2 separate regions of the Felis catus genome follow, and region 2 is linked to region 1. The links are chromatin contacts, called in public Hi-C maps. All regions are on one chromosome and are shown on one strand. The core of a region is the stretch at or near the end of the contact, and the rest is flanking DNA. Distances in the headings are between cores, read along the strand shown.

Region 1 (2,664 bases), core at 70-2,569:
CTCCCCATCCAATAGGGTCGTCCTTCTCTACTTTTTGAAGAAGTTAAGAAATCTATCCAGAGGAATGGCAAGAAGTCTGACCTGAGGGTGAGATAGAGTGAAGCTATAACCTCACTTTGTCACTTGCTGGCCTTTCCTACCCTCTGGAGCCTGTCCTTATCTGTAAATTGGATTGTTACCTACCACATGGATGAATCATTAGGAATATAAAAGTAGATAACATGTTTAAAATATCTAGAACAGTGCCTGCCACATAAGTAGGCACTCTATAAATATTCATCTCTCCTTTGCTATTACGTGAAGATTCCCTAACCAAACAGGAAGTCCTGTATATGACAACCAGTTCTCCTGCTTCTTATCCCTATTCGTTGATGCACTCCCCTTCCATCTAGAAATTCTGTGCTTTTGTGAGTTACTTTTCCAGAAATTGGATTTGTGCCTTACCCTTTCGGATGGCCAGTGTAAGTTGTTGAGGCAGCAGGCTAGCCAGGGTTCTAGGTAGATCATCTGTGGCTGTGATACCAAAACTAGCAGGTGTGTGTAGGAATTGAACCCATGATTCAGCTACATCACTGGGTTTGGTGACAGCAGCACCTCACGTTAATGTGTGTGTGCACCACTGGCTTCAGAGCACCCACTTTTATTTGATTCTTACAAGGGTTCCGAGAGGTAGGCAGATTCTCACTCTCCAGAAGAAGAAAAGGAAAACTGGGAAGGAGTCCCCTGTGTCACACCGGTAGTGATTGGTAGAACAGGAAAAGACCACAGACGCCTTGATTTTCTATCCAGGACTTCTATGTTTTGAACCCAGATGAGAACCAAAATTCTGGCTGTTCAAGTGAAAGCTTAGAGTTCCACCACAGACCCGTCTAGCTTTCCTGTCACTACTGTATGCTTTGTTTCCGTTTCTTACAAGAATATTCATTAACTTATCGAATCAATTACATGCTAGGCAATCTAGACACTGGGGATACTGTCAGAAACAAAGGAAATAGACATGCCCTGATGGAACTTGTCCTAATGGTGGGAGGCTGACAATAAACAAGTTAGAAAGATGTGTGCTGTTACTGTAAAGAATGTCACTCGGTGATGAGTGCTATGGAGAGAAATAAGAGAGGAAGCTGGGGGTGGGATGGGGCAGACACTGTGAGTTTTCACTTTGGTTCTTTGTACTTATTGTCTCATCCCTGTAATACGCCCTCTGAGAGTGGTCCATCACACCCCAGTACCAGATTTCTACATGTCAGGGCTTTTGGAGACTGGTTTTGAAGTTGAACCAGCTTTACCCAACGAAAGCAGGTGCAGGAGCTGTCTGCTTACCCACTAAATTGCTCAAGACTACCCCAGATCAGAGCTGGGATAGCCTGGATAGTGCCTTGGAATGCTCTGGTAGGTTGGGGAAGGAGCCTGTGCTGTTTTTTTCTTAGAGATTATTTGTTAAATCTATAGCTCCCCCTGCTGTTAGAAAACAGGGTAGGCTCTTAACTGATTTTTTTTTTTTTTTTTTTTTTTTTAATGATTCTTTTTTATCTTAAGATTTAAGAAAGTTTTGTTTTTTAAATAACTACTGCTGGGACATTTAGATCTTTCTTCTGGGACTGCTGTTGCTGAGGCCCAGCCCCCAGGAGCAGGATGGGGGGAGGAAGCACAAAGGCCCAGGCAGGATAGGGTCATATCTGTGCTCCTGCTACTTTTAGCTTCTCTGTATGCCTGCACTCCTGCCACAGCCAGCAGCCTAGCAAAAGTTATCTCCACACACAGTTTCACAGCTGTTCTGAAATTCTAGGGCAGCAGAAGTGAAACTGACCATGGTCTTGTAAATTTCTCTGCTCTTGCTATTGTTCCCTACTTGAAGTGAGTCAGGCCTTTTCATCCTCTTACCCTCAGGTTGTCCCAACTCCTCATTTGTCTTTATAGCCAAGTGTTTGACATAAAACCGTCTTCATGATGCCACATTTGAGGAGATTTGGTCTTGGTTTGGTCTTGTTTGCTGAGTCGAGAGCTGTGGGCTGTGTGGTGGTAGATTCAGACCACAGTTGAGTCCTCGACAGGGCCTGTAGTGAGCCCTTCTTGTCAGCTGCTGGCTGTGTGCACCAGGGTCAACCAGATAGTCACTGTGAAATTCTTTTAGTCCTTAGAGATGAAATTCAAGGTCATTTTAGCTGAAGTGAAAAAGGAAATGGCACCCAACGAGACCTAGGTCTTTCTGGTTTAACTGCCCTGTTCAGTTTGGTCACTTTGTGAGTCCTAATGAGGTTGAAGGAGTAAGGTGGACCCCACACGCAGCTGTGCTCCTACCAGAGTGAGGTGGGGCCCAGCAGGCATTCTTGGAAGATTGACTGATCAATAAGGATTGTGCAGCTAACAGTCTGGTAACAGGTCCAGGATACTTTTTTTTTTTTTTTTAACATTTATTTATTTATTTTTGAGAGAGAGAGAGAGAGAGAGAGAGAGAGAGAGAGAGAGAGAGAGAGAGAGACAGAGCACAAGCAGGGGAGGGGTAGAGAGAGGAGGGAGACACAGAATCCAAAGCAGACTCCAGGCTGTGAGCTGTCAGCACAGAGCCCGACTTGGGGCCCGAACCCATGAATCATGAGATCATGGCCTGAGCCTAAGTCGAATGCTCAACCAACTGAGCCACTCAGGCGCCCCTCCAGGTTACTT
Region 2 (2,664 bases), core at 98-2,597, 190 kb before region 1:
TAGGAGATGACATTAGAGCCCAGGCTCAGAGATTAGAGGGATGTAAATTATCCATAAGATATATTTGGTTACTTTATATGCACACAGATACAAAATAATTACAATTTAAGTTGTCCAGAAAAAGAGCAGGCATATCTGAGAGGTGGTAAGCTTGCCATGCCTGGGCAGCTGGGAATAGGCATATCACTCTTACCATGACTAATAAAATACGCTTGTGCTTCCTTCTCACCTTTTCATAAAGGCTTTTTCATAAAGGCTGTGTCTAGATAGACATTATCTGGAATGCCCCACCCCCACCTTGTCTTAGGGAAATCTGCCGCACCCCAACAATTTCGAACCAGAGTACTTTTCCTCTGAGGTTCACCTTTGTGTCCTCTTGTTAATCATGACACCTGCGATATGCTGCCTGGCATTGTAATCTCCTCATCACATGACTTAACTCCCTCCAGTTTGGTGAAAGTGCTCCCAGGCCGTAATTATTAATCTTACTGTGAGTATCAGTGTCTTACTCGAGAAATATTTGTTGAAAAAATAATTTTGCAGAAAGGTTTCTTGTCTTGGGGGAAGGTGTGTGACTAAGGGGCCACAAGGATCCTGCTCAACTTCAAGATTCTGTGATCAGCACATGGCACTAAACTTGAAGCTGACTTATAGATGAGTAATTGGGAATACCCAGGGCCACTTTGGCTTTTGCAGCTATTGGAGGAGAGAAGAGAGGGGATTCTCTTCTGCCCTTCCTCTGACAGTTACACCAATAGGCAGTCATGGGAGACCTCTGGGGGAGATCAGGGAATCATAGTTAGAATTTACTCTGGAATGTAAAGTGAGTTGTCCCCTCTCAGTCTCTGTGCCTTGGCACTGCTCCTCCCCAAAGCTGGAAGAATGTCCCAGCTCCTTTCTGTCTCTGGCGACTGTTACTTCTCTCTTCAGCCCTGCTGAGCCACACCATCCCCAGGAGGCTTTCGGGGGAAAGCACTTCCCCCTCTTTTCCATCCGCCAAGATGGGAGTTACTTCTCCTTTTCTGGACTCCCTCCCATTGCGGGGCGAGGGGGAGCAAATGGCCTGCCTGCACCAAGGTACTTCCCACAGCAGACCTCGCTTTACTTTTGTCCCCTTTAAGTCTTCTTTCTCCTTGTGGAAGTCATAGACCAGGTCCATGTGTGGTCTCTGCGCCTAATGCGCCTAATGCAGGAGATCCGCGCAGACACACACACACACACACACACACACACACACACACACACACACACACCCCTTTGCTATATGAGTGGATGCCAGAAAGAGTAGGATACCAGCATTTTAGAATTTTACAATTGCAAGAGCCTTTGGGAGTCACCTAATATCACCCTCCCTTCTACAGATGCTCTTTCTGGAGTCTCCTGAGCGAAGATTTTGGGTTCCTTCAGCCCCTTTTCTTCTCGAGGCCCAAAGCACTTCTGCTGTTGATGATCTCAATATTCTAGGTACGTAGGGAAGGGTAGGTAGATGTCGGTAGCCTCCCTTTTCCCCTAAGGGAAACTGACTCAGAGAAACGAGGGGACGGGCCTCGGTGGCGCGGGGGCTGTAACGGGAATTCAGGGCTCCGGGCCAGTGTGGAATTTATTGTGCCTCCTTTTGGGAAGCGTGAAAGTGAAGTAATCGATTTACGAGCCCCCGGCGGACCCTTTAGCCCCCTAGAAGGATCGAGACGGGTCAGGAGGATTAATGCAGCTAAGAGCTCACGGCATTGACCCCTTGGCAACTTGGCGAGGTCCAGCCGATCCGCCGCCCTTCTCTTGACAGAGTGGCCAATGGGCTTCGGCCTCTTTAAGGCCCCAGCGCCCCGCCTCCGGCTCGTCGCCGACCTCCTCCCACCTCCTCGCCGCAGCTCGGCCAGTTCCAGACTTCCCTTGGCGATGAGGTCATCTTCTCGTTTCCCATTGGCTACGTCTGGCCGTCAGTCACAGGAAGTCCCGCCGCCGTCCTCACCTCCTTCATACCCCTCCCTTCCCGCCCTCCCTTTAGTCCCCTGGTCCCAGCCTCCACAAGGCCTCTGATTGGCCAGCACAGCTGTCACTTTTCCAGCAGGCAGTGTGGGAGGCGGGAGGCGGGTGTGGTGGGAGGGCCCGCAGCTTCCGTGGCTGAGAAGAGCCGGCGGCGGCCGTGTCTGTGGTGTCCGAGGCGGCTGCGAGAGCGACCGTTCCATCCTCCTCACCCCTTCGGCTCCGCTCGCCACAGCCCTCCGCTCGCGCAGACTTCTCCCCAGCTCCGTGCGCCCTGGCTAGACGTTGAGCCTCGGGAGGGGAAGAGCGCGGTGGGAGCCGGAGGGGGACCGCCGCCGAGCCCGGGCTGGGAGGAGCGCGAGGCGGTGAGTGAGAGTCCGGGCAGGGGACCCCTCCCCCACCAGCCCCGCCCCGAGCATCCTTTCTCCTGGCGACCCCGCCGCGCGTCCTCGGGGTTGGCCTGGGCGGGCCTCGCAGCCCGGCCCCCAACCCGCCGCTGGTCCCCTCGCCTCTCCCCTCCGGGCCGGGGTCGTCTAGCCAAGGCGGGCGGGGCGGGGCCGTGCACCTGTGAACCGCCTGGCCGGGCAGCGCGGGTCGGGGGTCCGGGGGTCCGGCACCTGCTGCACCCCGGGTGTGTTTTGACTGCAGGGACCCTCTGTCGCACGCTTTCCCCGGGATCTG

The links. Hi-C and Micro-C count contacts between places; a contact is called where the count stands out from the background.
Region 2: a Hi-C map of skin fibroblasts shows a contact between it and region 1, with 3 times the contacts expected there. The contact joins the promoter of MRTFA here to the enhancer-like site in region 1. A contact is called at or near these places in 2 of 3 Hi-C or Micro-C datasets (fibroblasts and skin fibroblasts).

The regions. Positions count from the first base shown.
Region 1 is chrB4:133,696,641-133,699,304 of F.catus_Fca126_mat1.0, reverse strand. All of the region lies in intron 4 of MRTFA (myocardin-related transcription factor A), which reads left to right. The region is part of intron 2 of LOC109501809 (a long non-coding RNA gene); the gene reads right to left. Among named protein-coding and RNA genes, the nearest start is that of SGSM3, 72 kb to the right of the region's middle. Within about 2 kb of position 1,319, at least 6 of the 10 cell types and tissues checked have an H3K27ac peak or open chromatin away from gene starts, as enhancers often do.
Region 2 is chrB4:133,890,276-133,892,939 of F.catus_Fca126_mat1.0, reverse strand. It overlaps MRTFA (myocardin-related transcription factor A), which reads left to right and starts at 1,347. Exons shown (of 15, transcript XM_045062419.1): 1 at 1,347-1,464. The coding sequence starts at 1,362.